Regions from separate parts of the Rattus norvegicus genome. Here region 2 is linked to region 1. Evidence: chromatin contacts called from public HiChIP or PLAC-seq data. All regions are on one chromosome and are shown on one strand. The core of a region is the stretch at or near the end of the contact, and the rest is flanking DNA. Distances in the headings are between cores, read along the strand shown.

Region 1 (5,795 bases), core at 987-3,486:
CTATAAGTATTTGTGTAGAACTTCTGAATTTCCTGTTCCTGTAGACCACAGAATTTGGGGAACCAGAAAGTTAAGCATAGCTGCTTAGATGTTATGGATTTAGAAGTCTGGGAGAGATTTTTAACCATGGAAAGGAACCGTCCGTCATTCCACAGACTGTGAGTTCAGGGTGATTCTGGTAAGTGGTTGGTAGCGTGTGTCTAAGAGCATTTGAGTGCACATGAAGTGAGATGTTCAGGGTTGCCAATGGGTTCGAGTGTTCATGCACGTGACAGGGCAGCAAGATGTCCTTGCTTGTTCACTAGGTGATAGAAAGCTGTCTCAGAGTAAACTTCTATGTATTTCCAACAGTGGATGTGCTTGTCAAGACCAGGACTGGGGCCCACTTCCACCTCTTCAGAAGGCACTGCCTTTCTGTGTTTAATTGCCACCCACCAGATAAGCAAACTGAGGGGAAAGTTATGACGAAATAGTGCTCTTTGCTCTGGACACAGTGTCAGATAGAGTTCCTGCCTAGATCTTCATGGCTTTGGGGAAGTGAGGTCTCACACTTCAGAAGATGTGGTCTAGTCTGGGGAAGGGGATAAGGTTGTATGTGGTTGGAAATCAAAACTTTTTATGTGACCCTGAACTCAACATTGCCCCTTCTTTGGCATCTCTAGTGACCCTCACTAAGGGGATTAAAGATGCTCGCTCTTTTTCAGATTTCTGTTGCCTGGACCCATGAAGCAAGGAGGAGGGGTGTGAAACAGCATTCAATAGTCTGGGTGACTCTAGAATAAATGGCTTGGCTGGGTGTGGAAGTCAGCGGGTGGATCCCAATGAATGGAGCCATCAGTGTCTCTGGTGCACAACTGTTCTTCTTTTGTTTATAAGTCTTTAGCTCTCTGTTATATAAACATCTGGAGGGCTGAGTATCATTTCTGCACTAGTCAAGGAAGAATGCATCTTATATTCTCCCACAAAGAGGCAAAATGGTGTGTGGGCTGCACCAGCGAAGGAACTGGAAAATCTGTGTGGGGTGGCCTTGAAGGAGTCACTCTGGGCCTATGAATCACTTTTCTTTCCTCCCCCAACATCTGTGAAGCAATGAAATAGTTTGTGTGAAGAAGACTCAAGATTCCTTTCCGGGTAGAACTGAGTGTGTTTGTTTGACATCAGCAGCCACAAACAGGGCAGCGTGTCAGATGGAAATGAAACTGTAGTAGTTTTCAAACATTATTTTCCCACTGAAGTCTTAAGCAGTCTGCCAATCACCAAACTGCTTATTCTACATCAGGAGTATTTTTCCTGGTTGTGGTTACCTATGTGTGTACTTTCTGGGGCTCCAGTATTAATAAAAAAAATTGACCAGTGTTCTGTCCTGAGGATGAAATGAAGGACTTGATTGGTTTTGATCATACAGATCATAGATCGCTAGCTTCACTGCCACAAATGTGGTTCCCAGACCAGTGTCATAGATATGACATCATCCATGACCTTGTTGAAAATGCAGACTCAAGGTGTCCCCACTCCTACAGTCCTTGAATCAGAATCTGCCTATTAACAAGGTCCCTAAGGGCTTCCTTATGCTGTTGAAGCTCTGGGAGCCCTGTTTAAGGCTTCATCTTGGGGAGGGTGGATTTGTCAGAGACAAGCTTTGCTCATGGCTCACAGCTAGACCTTTGAAACCTCATCGAATTCTCTTCTGCCCCAGCCCATCTCTTTGTTGATAACTACAACTTTTAGTTGGATCATTTTATCTATATTTATATCTCCTATAAAAATATCCAAAAAGAGGATGCTTTGTTAAAATCCCAATCCCCTGACAAGCATTTATTGTGACTCTACTGTATGCCGTGGTATTATAGGTATCGAGGATAGAGAGAAATCCTGGTTTTCACAGAACATTAGTACTGAGAGAAAGAGGGAGGGGGTGAAAACACAAGATAAGCAAATAAATGAGGCTTTATAAGATCTCTGGTAATTTTGTCTAAAAAGACAAAACAAACAAACAACCCCTCCAAACCCTCCAGAAATGGAGCATGGTAACTCATGGCTATGATTCCAATACTGTAGAAACCAAGACAGAAAGATCTTATTGCAAATTCAAGGCCAGACAGATCTACATGGTTAAGTTTCAGGTTAACCTTGATGACAGACTAAGACCCTGTCTCCAAACACAAACATCAAGAATAAGCAAAAGCAAATCCTCCCCCTCTCCCAGTAAGACCTTGCCATAGTTTTATAATGCCCTTTTCAGGTCAAGAACTAAGACAGAGGAAACCGTTGGAGGTTAGAGTTGGTCTATATGGTGTCAATTTGTTCACAGAACCACCTGCCTAATGAACTAAGAATGGCTGGACTGAGAGACAAGTACTGAACCCAGAGATGACTGAACTCTCTAATAGGAAGAACTGCGATTCTTCCTATCGCAGGAAAACCCAGGGAGAAAGTGCGAGATGAGAAAGAACACACATCGAGATCCTTCCATCTGATCTTTCTATCCTTTAATGTTTAGATGGAAGGGGAGGTTTTGAGGAGTCAGGCAGAGATGGTTTCACCCACGAGCAAAGCTCCTATGTCAATGCCAACCATTCAATGAAGTTCTTCACATTCCAGGCCTGGGTAGCTCCTTCCAAATGTGCAGTCAGGATGGTATTGAAAAAATTAGGAGAATATTTGCCTCTGGAGGAGGGGTAGCTTAGATTCAAGTATCATATTTAAATAGGGCTCTGTTGGAACCAGCTAAATGTCCTCCAGTTGGTGACAGAATTCCTGGAAATTGGTGTTCACAACAGTGGAAATGGGGCTTGGACTCTAGACAGAGAATGCTGTACTTAAAGAGATTTTGTTCTGGCCTCTTACATGGACTCAACAAAACTCTCTCTGTGTTCAGAACCAAGTTTCCTGTTGCCAGAGTTTCTGCTCAGCTCTGTCATTTCTAGTTCATCGTCTTTTAACCAGAGGCTTGAATGAAATGCAAGAGAAATAAAAGTCAAGTATATTTTAAATAAAAGCAGGGTAGTGTCCACAAAAGCCACATTGAATAAGAATTTTCTAAAGTAGAGGCAATAATTCTGTGTAAGTAGCCAGCACCTCTGTGCCACCCAGAGCCTCCTCCTGTTTCTAAACATGACAATATGAAAATTCTTTATTGTGAGCTTAGAAAACTATGTTCTTATCCTTGGCCTTTGACACATACCTTCTTGGATCTTGGGGTAAATATAAGAAATGTGTTTTTTAATTTGCTGTAAGGTCACTTTGTCTCCCTGCAGAAGGGTATTTGTGGATTCAGATGCTCATCTGCCTTTGGGTAGCTGGCATTGACAGTTAGAGGTGAGCCTCTCTGCTTGCTCCTGGAATAAAAAGGACATACTTAAACTAGAAGGCCACCTACATTGCTCCTCTTCCTCTTAGCAAACAATTGCTAAGGCAATGAGGAAATCTTTAAGTTAGAGGCAACTGGGGTGTGGGTGGCATGTGGCCACCCTAACCTTGAGGGCACTCTCCCCTAAGAAGAGAAGTCAGTGTTCAGAACAACAGAAGGCAGTCGACGCATTTGTGGGGAAGCAGAAGAAAAACTCTTGTGTTGGGACACTAGGACAGTCACTTGCTTAAGACCCTTCTGGTCAGGACGCATCTCTGAATGCTCATTCAGATGCACTGTCTGGAAAGTAGGAATGGCAGAAGGAAGTTTTAGAAATGGGAAGTCATGAGATCAGTTTGCAAGACAGCTGGTATGACCAATCTGCAGAGGGTCTTATTAAAGGAACTAAGGTTTAATGAGTTGACAGTGAGGAGTTGTCGACAGTCTCTGGGTGATGACCTGACCAAGTTAATCTGATGGGTTTGTATTGTTAAATTCCAAAGGGTGAAGGGTGTGGTTCTCAGTGGATTGGGCTTGGTATCCAGCTCCAGTTTTGCAATATCGAGAAAGAGAAATAGAGCTGGAAACCTCTTTAGGCAATCAGGGTTTTATGTCAACTGGTGAAAAACATTTGACCCTTACGAAGAATCTTAAAATGACTTATTTATGGTTGCTTCTAGGAGCCCAGAGAACATGTGCCAACAAGCCTCCAAAATGAATGTATTCCTTAAATGAGAAAATATCTCCAGGAAAATACATTTAAAACACACAATCTCACAGACCCTAGATCTACAATCCAACCATGTTTTGAAATTATGGGCGTCTTTATGTTTCTACTACTTAGAGGAAATGCAAGCAAATAAGATGGTATTTCAACCACTCTGAGAAAGCCTTTGTGTGGAGATCCTATGGGTTAACATGAGCTAAAACACTTAAAACAAATGAATCCTCACTGGTCATTCTGTGAATTACTACAGTCTTCTTCCAATGTCCCATGACCAGAAAGGTTGCTGCTGCTTGGCCATTTGATGGACCTGCTCTTAAAATCTTGGCAAATGATAATAAAGTGAAAAAGCAGGGATCCCCAAGCCCTGTCATCCGGCAGAGAAATTTGTAGAATTTTGGTGCTCTCAGTAGTTCTTAACACTTAAGTAGGTGGTGTCTAGGCTCTCCTCACCAAGTTCTCCCAGTTAAAGCATGGGGCCTCCTGTTATTTGCACCAAGCTGATGAATGTTGTGGTTGATCATTGTAGGAGAGTTGGCTACTGTTACTGGTTCTCCCACCAAGGTCACATCTTCCTGTTAGTCCCCAAAGGCCTATAATCATTATAACCTATCCTAGAGAGCAGGCTTGGCACTAGACAACGTAGATACTGTTGGTGGATCCCATCTCATCCTTATGGACTTTAAAATTCAGTGGTGGATGTACCCATAAAATGTATGGTGCAAGAAGAGCTTTGTCTCTGAGGTTGGTTGGGGCGATAAATGTCTCCACTGGCTTTGAAAGCTTTGTTGAAGATTTTAAAATTTCTAAAAAGCAACTGAAATCTTTGACCCAGAGAATGAGATGGAGTAGTTTGGGGTTCTGAGGAAGAATCTAACTCAGAATAGAAGAGCAAATTCTAGAACAGACAAGTGGAGATGAGTAGGCAAAGCAGTTGAGAAGATGATTTTGGGGTGCAGGTGAGCTGGTGACTCCCAATTGTGGGCAACCACGACAGAAGCAGAGAAGTACCACGTCCCAACCCTGGCACCCCTGCAAGGACTTCAAGTCATGTCTGCTCTGCACTGATCCAAGAAGGCAGTTTTGTTTTTTGTTTTTTTTTTTTTGTTTGTTTGTTTTTTGTTTTTTTTTATCTCAGAACTAAGGGAGCACAGATCTACCCTAGTGATGTTTTATTCCAGCAAATGCCGAGAAGTCAAAGTCAGTACTCTCTCTCTCTCTCTCTCTCTCTCTCTCTGTCCGGAAATGTTGGGATAATAAAATGATATTGGCTCGGGCGTCTGCTGGACATCCAGAGTATGATGTTCATACTTCTGGAAGTGGCCAATTACAATTTTCTATATCAGTGGTTGATGTAGAAAATAAACTATGTTTTGGAGGTACAAGCACATTTCACAATCACCATATGGTACATTTTCCTAGTAAGCGTGCGTCACTCGACATTTTAATGTGAATGGGTGACTCAGTTTCACCATAGTATCAGGCTGGAAGGGGCAATGGTAGATCTGTGCTTACACAACACCTATGGAAAGTGGAGGCTGTGTCAGCTGCTCATTTATAAAACAAAACGGACGGAACTGGGGGTGCCTGCACAGCATCAGTTACACACACACACACACACACACACACACACACACACACACACACACAGGTGTGCACATATGTGCATACCTGTGCACAGACCTCTCTCATATGCCTGAGAAGCCTGTGTAGAGCCTCCAT
Region 2 (5,795 bases), core at 1,298-3,797, 270 kb after region 1:
TACATTGCTAGAGTAGGTGAAGAACTCAGAGTCCAGTGCCCTGGGAATTCTGCCCGTGCTTGCACTGAACTACTGCTGCGGTGAGCTGTGCTTTCCCATTGCTTGGAGCAAGCTTCTGTTAACAGAGCATTCACTGCTTTCACTTCCTGTCAGTCAGAAGCATCACTGTAAGCAAAATTCCTTTATGTGCTACTTTCCCTCATTGTACAGTGGACTTCCTAAGTGGTTTCTGGCACTTGGGTTGGTTCTCTGAGTTTTGTCCAATAGGAATGGTCTGAAGTCTTTTGTTTCTCTTAGTGTGTCAGAGAGGTTTGAGAATTACTGGTTGTGGGGAATTACTCAGTGACACTTCAGTTGGTCTTTGCCATGTGACTTTTTACACCTGAGATGTAGTTGGCCTTTTGTTTACTGTCTCAGGCTGTCTTAGAACAAAAAAGAGAGAGACCATTAGAACTGCTGTATTCTCTGTGTCCTGGGGTTAGTAGGCAGTCTGGTAACTCCCTAAATTGGTCTTAAAAGTGAAAGATCAAAAGCCTCTGAGACTTAGATTCCCACCTGTGATTTGCATCAGATCGGCATGGAATAGCTCCTGCTGCTTCCAGTCAAGGCCTTGGTACAGTTGGTTCTATTCCACAGTAGTACCCCATTCCCTGAAACCGCCTATTTCAACAGCTGTTTGTTTATTTAAAATAAGGAAAGAATTTGTTGAGCTAGAGTAATAGTAACAGGTAATTTTGACTTACCGTAGATACTGTCTCTGGGATGAAAACTGGAAAACTGAAATTCAAGTAAGCCATGGAGGGAAGCTTCTCCCTTTCCTCTAGACAGCTTGTCTGCCCTGCATTTTCATATTCTTCCACATCATCAATTAGCACAAGCATACTTTCCCTAATTTTTTAAAAAGATTTATTTATTTTATGTATGAGCGTTCTTTCTGCATGTGCACTTGCCTGCCAGAAGAGGGCATCAGATCTTATTATAGATGGTGGTGAGCCACCATGTGGTTGCTGGGGATTGAACTCTAGACCTCTGGAGTAGCAGCCAGTTCTCTAAACCGATGAGCCATCGCTCCAGCCCCATCTTTTTCTAATCTTAAATTAGACATATAAGTTATTTCTTGGTAAAATCTTGTTTGTTCATCCCTCCCTTACTTTTTATCTACTGTAGCTGTACCTTTTTATACTCCTCACAGCGATAACTCACATCTTAGCCACACTTGTTATAATTTGAATCCTTATTGTAGCAGTTACTGTGGTCTGATTCCCCCAGTGCATATGTGAAAACCTCACCCGGAGACCATGGTGTTAGAGGTGTGGTTAGGTTAGGAGTGTTAGGTTAGGTTAGTTAGTTAGCCTTCACACTTGGTTCTAGTGCTCTCTTGAAAAGGGCCCTCAAGAGTTGAGCCTCCCACCATGTGAGGACAGGGTAAAAGGGCACAGTCCACGAAGCAGAGAACCCGTATTGGACCCTAAATCCCCACTGCTTTTGATCTTGCTCTCTGCAGCCTCTATGACTGTGAGATAGGTATCTGATATCCTGAGCGCTCTTCTTTATGTGTCGCTTGGTTCCGTTTGCTCTATTTCACTGAGAGTTTTTCACCTACAAGCATGGTAGTGATCTTTAGTTTCTTTGTGCTATCCTTGCCTCATTTTAGTGTGAAGAATCAGTTTCAGAGATTGAATGTTTTTTTTCCTTGTCTGTTTTTACAAGAGCTTGGAAATGATTGGCATAAATCCTCCTTTACACATGTGGTAAAATCCACTGTTCCTGGACTTGTCTTTGAGGGAAATTGTGATCACTAAGTGAATCTCTTGACTTATAAGTCTGTTCAGATTTTGTACTTCTTTTTGGTAGTACCTTTCTAAGAATTTATCAAATTTGTTCCAGTGTTTCTGTTTATTAGTATAAACTTACTCCTGAATTTCTCCTCTAAATTTTTAAATGAAAGATTAGTAGCAAATTACCTACCCACTTACATTTCTGATTGTAATGAATTGTCATTGCTCTTTTCTCTTGATGAGTCTATTCAAAAGGATTTTAATTGGTTGATCTTTTCAAAGACGCGCTGTTTGCCTTGCCGCTGCCTCTTTAGTGTCTCTGATCTCTAAATGTCATCTTTGCTGTTATCTTTATTATTTTTTTCCTTCCATCCTGCTTTGATTTAATGGGGGAGGAGCTAATGAGTATAGATATTTTTTGGTTTATCCTTTACCTTGTTGAGCTCTGTTACGTAGATTCATGTCTTTCATCTAATTTGGGAAGTTTTCCCATTATTTCTTTAGAACTCCATTGTTAAAAAGCATTGTGTGAAACCGTGCTGCTTGACCACCTCCAGAATGGTGGGTTTTCCCTGGCCCAGCTAAGCCAAGTCTTTTCCTGAGTCTCAGTTTCATATGGAACAAGTTTGCCAACATTCAATAAAGCAGAAATATCAAGAAGAACATTATGGGGGCTACAGAGATGGCTCAGTCAGAATATTTGGCTGTGCACATGAGACCCTGAGTTCAGATCCCTAGCATCTAATGTAAGAAAGCCCACACAGCGCTGCTATCCCTGTTAATCCCAGCACTAGTGAACAGAGGCAACGGAGATCCCTGCAGTTTACTGGTCAGACAACCCCAGGTTCAGACAGACTTTGTCTCAAAAAATAAGAAACAACTGCGGAAGACTTCTGACGTCCGTCTCCGGCCTCCTTGTGCCCCATAAGGATGCACAAATGTGTACACATATGCACATGACTCCCCCTTTCCTGAGCAAGCTGGAGCAGCTCCCTCCAGCACATCTTAAAAGCCAGATCCGTGCCTATTTCTCCCACTTTGGCACTATTACAGGATTCAGACTGTGCAGACGTAAAAGGACTTGGGAGTAGCCGCAGCTCTGCCTTTGAGGGGGTAGAGGATCTGAGGATGTTGCCAAGATGGTTGTGGAAACAACAAACAACTGTGGTTTTGGTGAAAGACTTCAGCTGTGTTGTTTTATGCCAACAGAAAAAGTACATGTAGAGCTTTTTAGAAAGTAGAATGTGCCATTTCCTTCGCCATCATATCCAGCAGTGAAACGGGAGAATCAGAATTGGAAATGTGGGCCAAAAATAGAAGAGTGATTTAAAAGGAAACAAAAGTTACTCCAGAAGAGATTAGCTGAAGAAAGAATTCATTATAGTTTCCCCATCCGCTTTACCTTATATGAAAGAGGAGGCTTCAGGCTTCTAGAAGAAAAAAGAGAAAAGGGCTTCACGGGGCGCTCCTGACCCTCCTGTGAAGCCCCGAGCCAGACAGGGCCCAGCCAGTTTGTATGCCATTTTTAGAAAGACAAAAAATGAGAAGTGGCTGAAACAAATGATGATAAAGAAGATGGGATTTTTAAACAGACTGTGTCCATTGTTAAAGGAAATGTCCAAGAGCCTCCACCCCTCTCCACTCAGACACAGAAAGACAAAGAGAAGAGGCCTCCAGAGACTCTGAATGCCTGCATATAGCATGAATTCTGAAAAACTGTGATTCTCCCATCATGGGGACAGACCATTTTGTTTTTTTTACAGTAAAGGACAAGCATTGACAAGGCTTGTGAGGAAAATGTACTGTTTGTTCTTATGAGGAAGAGTAGTAGTGGTTTTGGCTGTTACGTCCTTCCTGAAGTCTAGGGCCGTGTTCCAGTGCAGTGGTGGGTCCTGCTCTGTCCTCATCCTGGTATCTTCCAGTTTTCAGATGTCATGGTTCCCCTTAAACCATAAAAGGATCACCAATAACTGTAACCTTTTATACCTAGCAGAGAAAGATACTCAGTCCCCTTTTACCATCTGTGTAGTGGTTGTGACTACTTAACCCCAAACCTACTGAGATTTTAGCCTCTGGTGGCTGAAGCCATATGTTATGTGGGAGCGAGAAGACAGTTCAGGTGTTAATACAGTTTGATTTTATAATCAAGTACTAATACATATTCAGAAATAGTCTGCTTTCAATGAAAACGTTACTTTGGTTTTTGGTAGCCTAATTTGGTAACTACCATCTTGTGTTATCGTCATTAGTGTGGAATTGTGTTCCAGAACAAACCATGACTGAAAAATAAACATCTTTGATAAAATTTGTACATGAGTCAGGCCTAGATGTTGTAGAGAATAATACCTTTTCACTTGTGTTTGTTTCTGGTACCCTTGAAAATGTGCTGCCTGCTTCCCCCATAGTCTTTCCTTTCATCTGGTCTTTAATGCACTTGATATTGTCAAATGATGTTCTGAGGCTCAAAGTTTTCTTTGTTCTTTTTTATCTCAGATTACACAATTAAAATCTCTGTCTGCCTCTGTCTCTCCCTTTCCCCTGTTCATCCCACTTTTAAGATGAGTCTCAGTAAACAAATCTACCGGCTTCAAGGTCATTCATTCTTCTGGGTGCCTCAAGAGTCAGCCTTACTTAGCTAATTATAGATAATTTAATGTCTCTATCTAGTAAGTTTAACACCTGGCCTTCCTCAGAGATAGTTTCTACTGACTGTAAATACCCACCATCTGTATAAGAGACAGTATTTATTATTTTTCCATTTCATTTTTAAGTAATTAAATGTGGCAATTGTGACAGTTCTACCCTCTCTGAATCTGTTGTTAATTGCCATTTGATTTGGGGAATGTGTCTTATTTTCCATGTGTGGTCACTGACATTTCTGTTAAATTTACTGAATAACCATTAGTTTTCTTTGATGCCTGGGACTAGGATTCTTGTCATCTCTGCTAAGAGGTTCTAGGTATCCACTGGACACACCCACATTCTACTGAGCATTCACAGCTGCACCTGGGCCTTTGCTTGCTTAGAGCTTCGAGTGAGCTAGCGCGAGTTCAGGCACTTACTTCATGGAAAATTTTCTTAAACATTTCCTACAGCTGGGGCACATGGGTGGTCCTCTGAATAGAGTCCCAGGAGTATACTAGAACCTTCCAGAGTTCCTCAAGCCAATAGGTAGCACTTTGACCAGCTTTCTCTTTAAAATGCCTTTTGTTTACTTTGAGTGGTACTGCCTTGGGCAACTTCCACATTAAAAAACTGGTTCTGATTATTTTCAACAAACTTGGCTTGGGGTCAGAGCTATGTGCCCTGGGTCAATTCAAAACTGGGCCAAGTCGGGGGTTGGGGATTTAGCTCAGTGGTAGAGCGCTTGCCTAGGAAGCGCAAGGCCCTGGGTTCGGTCCCCAGCTCCGGAAAAAAAAAAAAAAAAAAAAAAAAACTGGGCCAAGTCAAAACAGTCTTTTGCCTGGAGAAGTACCCCAAGGAGCTGCCAGATAGTCAAATGATGACTGTTGTCTGGAAATCAGGCTTCGAAAGAATTCTGCCTCCATTCCTTTTCCAGTGGCTGCTTGGCTAGGTTTTCTCTGTGAGTACAGTGGTCAAGTTGGCCAGTACCTGGGAATCAGAAGCTTACTAGTTTTTCAAGATCTAACCGGTTCTCTTAAGTAAATGCTCCCCAGATGTCTAGAAAGCTGGCTAAGTTCCAGAGTTCTGAGGAACTTCTCGGGGTTCCTCACGCCTGCCACAGAGCAGAGGCTGTTTAGTGCTCTTGATCCCGCTGCCTTGCTCTGGCATCCTTGATTTGGTGACTGTGTGTGGTGGTGGTGGTGGTGGGGTAGTGTTTTTTGTTTTGTTATTGTTATTCCTGAATTAGAAGACAATGTTTGAAGAGAAATATGGCCTGGATTCTGTTGTTGTTCTCTCGTCTGGCAATTTGGATGTTGGTATTTCCATTTGTGGAGGGAAGTTGTAGATACATTTCGCATCTCCCACCTGCAGTGTGAGCCTCTGAGAAGTGAG

Evidence for each region. HiChIP or PLAC-seq counts read pairs in DNA pulled down with a chosen protein or histone mark.
Region 2: a contact with region 1 is called in an H3K27ac HiChIP or PLAC-seq map of oligodendrocytes, with 3 times the contacts expected there. The contact joins two enhancer-like sites. A contact is called at or near these places in 1 of 12 Hi-C or Micro-C datasets (frontal cortex) and 1 of 1 datasets of contacts at active chromatin or transcription factors (oligodendrocytes).

What each region holds. Positions count from the first base shown.
Region 1 is chr3:154,497,720-154,503,514 of GRCr8, forward strand. No RefSeq gene overlaps it. Among named protein-coding and RNA genes, the nearest start is that of Ralgapa2, 110 kb to the left of the region's middle. Within about 2 kb of position 2,237, at least 11 of the 93 cell types and tissues checked have an H3K27ac peak or open chromatin away from gene starts, as enhancers often do.
Region 2 is chr3:154,763,419-154,769,213 of GRCr8, forward strand. All of the region lies in intron 4 of Kiz (kizuna centrosomal protein), which reads left to right. Among named protein-coding and RNA genes, the nearest start is that of Kiz, 35 kb to the left of the region's middle. Within about 2 kb of position 2,548, at least 20 of the 93 cell types and tissues checked have an H3K27ac peak or open chromatin away from gene starts, as enhancers often do.